2 separate regions of the Bos taurus genome follow, and region 1 is linked to region 2. A link is a contact called in public Hi-C data. All regions are on one chromosome and are shown on one strand. The core of a region is the stretch at or near the end of the contact, and the rest is flanking DNA. Distances in the headings are between cores, read along the strand shown.

Region 1 (5,255 bases), core at 1,437-3,936, 690 kb after region 2:
GGTGACCTGAACCAGCTTGCTGCCCTGAAGTCTTTCAGAATCCTGATTGTGAAAGAGTTCAGGATCTTCTTATTCTTTCTTCTGCTTTGAAACGTTTGTCTTCTGGCATTCAACTCCTGTATAGCGATGGAGCTTTACTGCCCTCTTGTGGTCACTCCCTGACATAGCTGCATTGACTTTTGAAGGGCTGCGCGTGACAGCCTGAAGAAACCAGAGCCAACCATCCAGATCAAGATTTTCCAGGGCCAGCAGAGGACTTAAAGCCCAAATTAAAGCCAGCTGCTGTAACCCAGAACTCCTTGATGGGAAGGGGTAGTTCTGCCCGATTTTTCCCCAAGTAGGACAGGAATCCAGGCCTCTGCCTGCATTAAGACTGCTAAAATGGTAGGTGCTGAGATTATCCAGCTTGTCTGCAAAAGTTCTGGAAACAAAGAGCTCTAAGGCCCCTTCTCTGCCTGGAAAACCCAATGGTAAGAAGGGCCAGGACTTGAACTTGCCCTCCAACCCTCAGTCGTGTAAAGCAAGTTAGCTGAGCACCTATTTTGTGAACTGGTAAGTTCCATGAGGTGCAGGTGGGGTACAAAATAAGATAGTTCCTGTCCTCAACTCATAATGCTTACAAACGTAAATGGCCCAAGCACACACATAATTAACAGCTGTCAGGCCATCCAAGCAAGAGCCATCACAGAAGCAGAAATACAGTCTGTAGGGCTGCTGAGGAGAGGGGGGTTTAGTGACAATCAGGATGATCAAGGTTTCCTGAAGATAGTGAGACTCAGGCTGAACTTTTGAAAAATGGGTAGGACTCTACCCAGTAGACACAAGCCAGGACACTGCATGCTGCATGCCCAGGTGCTTCAGTCATGTCCAATTCTTTGTGACCCCATGGACTGTAGCCCACCAGGCTCCTCTGTCCATGGGATTCACCAGGCAAGAATCCTGGAGTGGGTTGCCATGCCGTCCTCCAGGGGATCTTTCCCACCCAGGGATAAAACCCCAGTCCCTAGCGTCCCCTGCATTCTTTACCGGGTTCTTTACCACTGGCGCCACCTGGGAAGCCCAAGAGGACCACATTCTGGGGAGCTGATTATGTATCAAGAATGGCTAAAGTTTTTATAGATAGCTCAGTTATTTAATCTCCACAACAATACTCTGAGGTAGCTCATATTTTCTCTATTTAATAAACAAGGAAACGGAGGCTCAAGGCCATGTACAGCAAGGCTTGATGGACAATATGGTTAGAAGTAAAAGGTCTGTTCAGGGCAAATCTATTGTTACTAGAGTATAGGGTACAGGTGGTTGGGTGGCAGAAAGGGAAGCGATAAGAGCATATGGGAATCAGTTATGATCAAAAATTACAGGAACCCTATAATACAGATTCTAAAGCCTCAAATGAATTTGGATAATGGAGAGGCTTTTGAGGTTTCAGAGATGAGGATTCTGCTCAGTGATGTACTGGCCAAGAAGTTCTTTTGGGTTTTTCTCTTTTTAGGAGAGCTCAGAGGTGTGGACAAGAGCTGGATGAGGCACAGACTAAAGGAAGGGAAATCTGGGAGGAATCATGAGGGGAGTGGAGCTTGGGTCAGGGCAGGGGGTGATACAGAGGAATGAATCCTAAAACCTCTACATGGAGAAATTTTTAAGATTGACTTGGGGTCAGTCTTTTTTTAATGCTAAAAGAAAAAAAAAGAAGGTACTTTAAATGGCTGAGCAAAACAAAATCACAGTGTTTGGTTTCAGACAAAGACCTCAAGAGATATATGTTTCATGTTATATACTACCCTCTACTACAAACATTTAGACACGATGGTTATAGAATCCTTTTCCACTAAAGGCTTATGAAGCCTGCAGAAATGCTTCCTCAAGAGATATAAGATATACACTTGATTTATAAGATGCTCTTTCACGGGTTAGATGGCAAGAAAAATTGTCCTCTGCAGGAAGTAAATAGACTTTTACTTTTAAGGATAAATGAGGACTCTAAATGCTACACTTAAAATTCCATATCAAATTGGCAATTAGCACAGTCAGAACCAAGGATGTGGACTAAGTTTAAAAGGAGAGTTATTCTTAAATCTTTTCCCATTTTCCAAATAGAAATCTATTCAAAGTCATACCATCAATTCTATTGATATCTCATTAAAATGAATTACAAATTCTATGAAGACTCGAAATAAAGATTGATTTGGGGAATGAAGAAGGTGGAGTTACACTCAGTGGGAACCACTGTTCCCATCATATGCTGAGCCCTCAAACCTGTCATCCATGCTGGGTCCTCTTTGGGGGACCCTATAATATATAATATATATTATAATTTTGGGGGACCCATATAATATTATATGACCCTATAATAGAAGTCTCTCTCAGTCCCACCCTGGACTGTGCTTGCACCAAATCTCTAAAACAAAGCAGGGCAAAGTCCTCTCAGATTGCTGAGAAGAAATCTTGAAAAATGGTTCTCAATGCCCACATCAAGTGAGGCATCTCAGGATCAAAGAGCAACCTGTCACGAGAAGACGCCATACTGGCTTGATGCTGTGACCCACCCTCCAGAAAGGTCAAGGAGAGTTTTACGTCATTTCCCAACAGTTCATCAAACCTGCTGGGTCCAAACAGGGGTGGACCAAACCTTGCATGAGAACTCAGCCTCAACAGGGGTTTGGATTCCTGCTTTTGATTGCCACAGGGCTGGCAGGCTTCCCCCTGGCTCCCATTCTCAGGAAGCCGTCCACAGCTGCTGGTCACTTGTCACACCCTATCTGGGAGGTGGCAGCATTTCAATGGTAAAGCAACAGATCCCCCAGGCTGTGGATGATTTCAAAGTTCAATAGATAGGAACTGTGTCATTATTTCCCACATAGTTAACTCCTTCCAGTTCCAGTGAAGTAGTAACGGGTAAAGGCTCATAATGGGCTACAGGTAAATAATGGGACTTCATACTTTCTATCCTAGATTGGGACAATTCCAGGGGAAATTTTTAGAGCAGGCACTCAACAAACATTTATTGCATATACCAGGTACTGTGCAAAATCACTAGAAATGTCCAAAAGCAGACAGAGATTCTGTTTAAATTCATGCCACTGACCTTTTCTTTCCAGAATGCTGCTCACTGTAGCACTTACTTTTTCCCCAAATAAATGAGTACCTGTAGCCAAAAACACTGTTCCCCGTACCAAAGATTTGGAGACCAGTTGTCCAAGACTGGAGGCTGCCTGCAAAATTTCTGCCTGCCACCTGGTCTGAATCTTAGGCTCAGCTGGTGAAGACTGAAATTGTTCTCAAGCCCTCTTCTGAGATCCAGACCTCTTTATCCAACTGTTTTCTAGATATCTTTACTTAGATGTCTTAAAGGGACATCAAGTTCAACTTGTCCAGATGACATCTATGATATCCTCCACCTCCAGCAGGTCCTCCTCCAGTATCCCCTCATCTCAGCAAACAGCATCAGCCATTCAGATGTACAAGCCAGTGACTGAGGAATTACCCTCCAGCCTCCTCCCCCTTTACTCCCAGACAATCCATCACTCAGTCTCCGCCATCTTACTCGTTAAATTGTTGCAAGGACCCCTTTCTGTCTCTGCATCTTGATCTCCACTTAATTCAAGCTGCCATCGTCTTTCAGCTGGATATCTGCAGCAGACTCCTGACTGGTCTTCCTGCATCCTCTTTCCTCTTCCATCCTTCCTCCCACCGGTAGCTTGAGTGTTCTTTAAAAGACCCAAATCTGACCATTTCACTATCACTGACATCCCAGTGGCTTCCCATTGCTCTTTAAATACAGAGGCAGATGTGATGCAGAATTCCTAAGGAGGCCACGAGAGTAGACCAGGGACACCCTGCTCACAGATAACCTGTTGAATTCTTGGTGTTAACAATATTTTTTGTAATGTCTAATAACCTTGCCTCCATTTCTGTGAAAAGGACACTGGATCACTTAGATTTTGGATAACCAAAAAACTACAACCACATAGTACAGGAGCAGGTAATTAGCCTTTTGATTAGAAACTTTTCAAATATCCTGAAGAAGTTTAAGGAACATCTTGAATCTAATGAGACCCTGAAAAGTGAATTAGCCTAGAGCTGAGGTTGGGCCAAGCCTGGCCTACCACCTGTTTTTATGAGTAAATATTTATTGGAACAGTCACACTCATTCATTGTATACTGTCTATGCCATTTGCACTCCAACAGCAGAGCTGAGTAGACACAACAGATTGTATGGCGTGCCAGTCTAAAATACCTGGCCATTAATTAAAAAAAAAAAAAGGTCTGCCAACTCCACTTCAGAGGTTCTCCACTATGGTTGTACATTAAAATCACCTGGACTGCTTTTAAAAGGGATTGACCCAGAGATTCTGATTTATTTATTTTTAGCCACACTACACAGCATATGGGATCTCAGTTCCTGACTGAACTCGTGTCCCCTGCAGAAGTGCAGCAGCCTAACCACTGGACCACCTGGGAAGCCAAAGATTCTCATTAGATTGATCTGACATGGGATCCAAGTATTAGAATCAAAAACTTTTAAAATTTCCCTAGGTAATTTTAATAAGCAGCTACAGTGGTGAATCACTGATACAATCCAGTCTCTCACAGGTAAGTCAGCCCAGATGTTATGATCTTTTTTGTGGTGAATAACAGCTACTAGTATCTTCAAAACTGTGTAAAGCACATCTGTCTACATGGTCTCATGTGATCCTAGAATAAACCCGATATCCAAAGAGCTAAAAGCATTACTGTCCTGGCTTCAAACAGGACAGAACTGAGGCTCAAGGAATATAAGTCATGTCCCCAAAGCCTCCTATTTGATAAAAAGAAGCTAAGATCCACGTGCTGGTCTTTTAAACACTGATGTTAACTGTACAAGTTACATGTTTATATTTTATTTTGGCCAATGGAATCCTACTTGCTCTCATGCTCTCCAGACATAGGATTGTACATACTATTCCCAGAACATTTAGAAATCTGCCTTCCTAAAGCAGACTGTGCTCTGTGAAGCACCTAGGATTCCTCAAGGTCACTGTGAGAGTAGAGTGAGGAGAGGAAGATATGCATGCAGGTGTATGTATGTGTGTACATCCAATCCTGATGCCTTCAACTCAACCAGAGTTAGGTATATTTTTAACTGTTCAAGTATTAGGATTGCACATGCAATTTTGTTTAAATAAAGAGTTTTACCTTTGAAGATCAGTGATCCGGATTAGTCCACTATTTAGATCTACAGTGGCATGGCCACTCTGCCCCCAAATTCCAGTCAC
Region 2 (5,267 bases), core at 1,016-3,515:
ATAGGGACACCGGTCACATTGATGAAAGCCACCCTAACCCACCCATATGACCTCATTTTAACTTAATTACCTATTTAAAGATCCTGTCTCCAAATTCAATCATATTAGGAGTTCAATATTTATGAATCTTGTTGTTGTTCAGTTGCTAAGTCGTGTCTGACTCTTTGTGACACCATGGACTGCAGCACGCCAGGCTTCTTTGTCCTTCACTATCTCCTGGAGTTATGAATTAAAGGGGAACGCAATTCAGCTGATAAGAGGCTCTGGTCTCAACGAGGCGTTCTCCTGTGACAACAGCTTTCTCTTTGATTGCCATCTGAGGTTAGGCCCTGAGACGAGGTGGTTTAGGATGTATTTCCTGTGTTGTTGTAGACTTTCTAAGGCAGGATGACTCTATGGAGTAGGCACTGAACTGTCAGATCGGAATTCAAATTTTGCCTCCCTCACTTACTAGTTGGCTGATGTAGCTCAAGTTACATAGGCTCTGATGCCTCTGCTTCTTCACAGTATAATGAGAATCATACAGCCTGTCTCACAGGGAGTTTTTGTGAAGATCCAAAAAGATAATACATGTGAAACATAACACAGTGTCTGGGAACACGGTAAGTACTCACTAAGTACATGTGTGCTGAGTCGCTTCAGTCATGCCTGACACTTTGTAACCCCATGGACTGTAGCTTGCCAGGCTCCTCTGTCCATGGGATTCTCTAGGCAAGAATACTGGAGTGGGTTTCCATGCCCTCCTCTAGGGATTGAACCCTGGTTCCTTACGTCTCCTACATTTGCACGCAGGTTCTTTACCACTAGTCCACTTGGGAAGCCCGCTTACCTAGTGGGAGTTCCTTTTCCAGGTGTATCTCCTGCAGGATTTCCTCTTCCAGAGTATTAAAGATGTATTCTATGTATCCCATCCATTCTCGCTCCCTGGAGAGGAGTGTGCCAGGAAACATAAGAAACTCAGATACAGGGTTAAGACGTCAGTTTCCTCAGCTGATCCATAGCCCAAATGCCTGACTGCTGTACTTGACTCCTCAGGTTTGGGCCAGAAGGACCCTTCCTTGGGCACCTCTTACAGTCCAGGCTGACCAGCTCACCAGCTCTCCACCCCACAGGTGGTCTCCCGACTTTTCCACCTGTTACTGGCTTAGGAGAGATTCCACCCTCTTCTGGGGCAGCCAGGCCCCAAAGCAAGAAGAGGGGAAAACAATCTGGACTTGAACTTCATCAGCAGTACCCACTGCCAGGACCTCTGTGAGAATGTGATGTGGGAAAGGGTGAGGACAACCATCGAGTCCAGGCTGACCCAGCTATGGAAGCTGGTCAGGCAGAGAAAACAAGTCCAGGGGCTTGCATAGACCAGATCTCACAGTCCAGAGAGGTGGGTACTGGACTAGTGTGGGGACCCAGGTTCTATTCCCAGCTCTGATAGTCTCCAATGGTGGGCAACTCACAAGACTTTTCTGAGCTTACGTTCCCCTCAGAGAGACACATGGGATAATGTGTTAGAACAATGTGAGTTCATATTTTATCAATAAGTCCCAGAGGTATCCTACTGGCAACCCTTCTCTGGGCTACCACACTTTCTCAGCTGCCTTGGAATGAAGGGAGAAGTCCTTATTGCTTTGGGTTCCAATTTCCTTAAACTGTCAGCATTACACACACACACACCACACTTTGCAGCAGATTAAGGATGCATTACTTCTCAAAACAAGTAACATTTCCAGCTTTGGAATAAGAGGGATGAGGGCTCATTTGGGGCCACGTTGCCTCTTCAACATCATCCCACCCCCACAATCGCCAGTCCTCTCCCCTCCCCCTCCCTCCCTGAATTACTCACACTCCTGGAAACATGACTGATGACTTCGGGATGAGTAAGAGGCCCATGCGCGTCATGGCCCAACTGCTGGGAGGGTGAATGAGTTCAATGCTCCCTCAAGCTGGGCCACTTAAACATGTGCCAGGAGTCCTGCTGGAAGAAGGGGCCACAAGACCCTAGACGGGAGCTAGGAAAAGCCAGTCAGGACAAGCTAGAAGTCCTTTCCCCCTTCCCCCAGGCTTTCTGCCAACCTTTGGGTGAGGTGACAGTAGCCTTCTGAACATGGGTTGACAGCCCCCACCCCTTTCTGGGCAGCGGGTGCAGCGGCTCTCACTGGGTTCCAAGACACTGTGTTTCTTTGACCCAAGCACCCCAGCCTCACCCCAGCACAGCCAGGCCCCAGGCAACCCTGAACTTGGCAGCCTAGCCTTGGCTGCTTTGAAAGGACCTTAATCCAGGGCTCAATCTGCAGGGTGCGTACGTGGAGTGGGTGTGTGTGTTTACACTCTCCTGTACGCCCTAATCCATGGTGCCAGTCAAGCAAATATTTTGGGTCTGTTTTCCATTATCCACATGTCCCATTTCTGGACATTTGGTGGAAATGGGATCTCAGCAAAGGGGAGGTATTAATTCAACATGTTCTGAAATGTTTGCTTTACATTCTTGGAGTTAAAGTACAAGCAGAACATACTACTATAAGCAAAACAACATGCAAACTAGATTTCCTGCACTTAGTAAATAGTGCTGAAGCATCAGTTTCCCCATTCCTAGCATGGGCGCAGTCAGGACATGGACGGCATGGATGGCATGGACGACAACGCAGGGCTGTGAAGCGGAGGCAGACCCACGTGGGTGTTCTCTGCAACCAGGGTAAGACGGTGTCCTCACTCTGAGCCTCGGCTCCCCAGATGGTCCTTCCGTGTAGGAAATGGGACTCACCTTCAAGCGTTGCCCCATGAGGATCTTGAGGTATCACCTGGGACCCACTCTGATGTCTTTTGAATTGCTCAAGACAAGATTGATGCATCAAGGGGAGGGATTTTAATAAGGCATTTCAGAACAGAGGAGGCACTAGATCTCAGAAGAATACAGGATGAGTTGTTTCACAGCATCTTGAGATCCTAGATGCAGGAGCTAAAACATTGGTGAGGCAGGCGAATGGACTGGCCATTGCACCCCCCTGATTCCTCTTCGCCAGTCCCTCTCCCAGCAGAAAGGAGGGCTCCTCTCCTCCACCTTCACTCTTTATTATCATTAGCCTCAGTTATTTAAATATGGATTGTTAGAAGTTCCATTTAAAGCAGGATAAACTTTAAATAATAAACTCATGTGCTTCAGGATATTACTTGCTTCCCTTCCCTATGACTCAGCTCAGACCCCTTGCTACTAGAGTGGCAGGACATTAATTACAGTCAATTCATGATTCCTTCTCCCCTTTCTTAGCGTCAGGACAGACAGAAAACCACACGCACTAGGGTAACTTTTCATCCCCCTTCTGGGATGGCCATTGTTCTGATACATAGGCTGTTCAGGGCACAGCTCTTCCCCAGGGCCACAGTGAGGGTCCAGGATTCATTCTGCTTCCCTGGGCCATCAGAGACAGGAGGTGTTCTGCAAGGGTTCCCCTGCCTCCCTGAGATTCTAACCCCAAGGTAGGGATGCATGGTTGTTCTGGTTCCTTCCACCAAGCCTAGGGTGGGTTCTCTCATCTTAGAAGAATTGTTAACTAGAAGTGGATGGATGAGCCACTTTTTATCACCCTTTGTTCCCCAAATGTTTTGTCTCTAGTCCTTGGAGGACTTGGGCTTTCAAAACCAAAGCCAGGAAGTCTCCCTTTTTTGACTGCTCTTGAGATTGTGCTTATTTCCCTTTGGCAATCAGCACAGAATTGTGGTGAAAAGGGCAGAGGATACATACTTGAGGAAATGGGTTCATATTTCAAAACTGTGCTGCCCCATGGAGGATTCTTGCTACCTGCTTTAGGACTTGATTTCTAGAGCTGGTTTAAAGCTCTAGTAATCAAATGGTGGGTCTTGGCATAAGAATAGACAATGGGATCAAAGGAACAGAATCCAGAACTACATCCACACACATACAGTCAACTGATCATCAGCAAATCAAGGTAATTCAATGGGGAAGAAAAGTCTTTAATTTCACATGGCGGTAGAATAACTGGATATTCACATATTTAACAATGAATATTGACTGTTACATCATACTCCAAAACTATGCTAAGATGGATTATAGACCTAAACAGGCAACCTAAAACTATAAAACTTCCAAAAGAAAACAGAGCAGAAAATGTTCATGACCTTGCAGAAGACAGTTTTATTAAACAGATCATGAAAAGCACAAACCATTTTTTTAATGGAAGATTTATATATTAGACCTCATCAAAATTTTCTTTAAAAATCAAAAGACATTGTCACAAAAATCAGCAGGCCAGTCTAACAAAGAAATATTCACCAAACATATATCTGAAAAAGTTTTGGTGTCCAGAATATATACAGAATACCAACAGATCAATATCGTTTCAGTCGTGTCCCACTCTGCGATCCCATGGACCGTAGCCAGCCAGAGTCCTCTCTCCAGGCAAGAATATTGGAGTGGGTTGCCATGTCCTTCTCCAGGGCATCTTCCCAATCCGGGGGTTGAACCCACATCTCCTACATCTTCTGTGTTGGCAGGCAGGTTCTTTACCAATAGTGCTACCTGGGAAGCTCCAATAAAAAGGAACTTCCCCCCAAATAAAGAAATATTAGATAAAAGAGAGCAGAAAACTTGACCAGACATGTCACAAAAGAAGATTGGCCAATAAACAATTAAAGATTGCTCAACATCATTGAGTTAATCAGGAGACGCAAATTAAACCACCATACAATCACATTTTACACCTACTGAACAGCTACACCTAAAAAGACCAACAATACTAAATGTTGGCAAGGACATGGAGCAACTGGGACTCAGACATTGTTAGTGGGGCTGTAAAAGGGTCTATTTTGGAAAACTGTTTGACAGTTTCCTATAAAGTTAAATATACGTCTGCCCTGTAATTCACCAATTCCATTCCCAAGCATATGCCCAAGAGAAATAAAAACATATAGTCACCAAACACTTGTCCAAAAGTGTTCACAGCAGTTTTACTCACAACCACAAGAACTGGAAATAGCCCAAACGTCCATCCATATGTGGGTCAATAAGCTAGCTGTGGTATCTGTGTGCACTGAAATACTACTCAGCAATAGACATGAGCAAGCTATAGCCATGTGTGGTTTTGCTGCACTTCACTTTACTGTGCCTTACTTTACTAAGCTTTGAAGATACTGTCGTTTTTTTTTTTTTTTTTAACAAACTGAAGGTTTGTGGCAACCTTGTATTGTCAGATGATGGGTAGCATTTTTTAGCAATGAAGTATTCTGCAATTAAGATATGTACATTGTTTTTTAAGACA

Evidence for each region. Hi-C and Micro-C count contacts between places; a contact is called where the count stands out from the background.
Region 1: a Hi-C map of liver shows a contact between it and region 2, with 1.9 times the contacts expected there. The contact joins two enhancer-like sites. A contact is called at or near these places in 2 of 11 Hi-C or Micro-C datasets (liver and skeletal muscle).

What each region holds. Positions count from the first base shown.
Region 1 is chr11:71,999,660-72,004,914 of ARS-UCD2.0, forward strand. The region is part of intron 13 of SLC4A1AP (solute carrier family 4 member 1 adaptor protein); the gene reads right to left. Among named protein-coding and RNA genes, the nearest start is that of SLC4A1AP, 28 kb to the right of the region's middle. Within about 2 kb of position 2,687, at least 3 of the 102 cell types and tissues checked have an H3K27ac peak or open chromatin away from gene starts, as enhancers often do. A contact at or near this core is called in liver, where this site is marked.
Region 2 is chr11:71,306,531-71,311,797 of ARS-UCD2.0, forward strand. No RefSeq gene overlaps it. Among named protein-coding and RNA genes, the nearest start is that of PLB1, 28 kb to the left of the region's middle. Within about 2 kb of position 2,266, at least 19 of the 102 cell types and tissues checked have an H3K27ac peak or open chromatin away from gene starts, as enhancers often do. A contact at or near this core is called in liver, where this site is marked.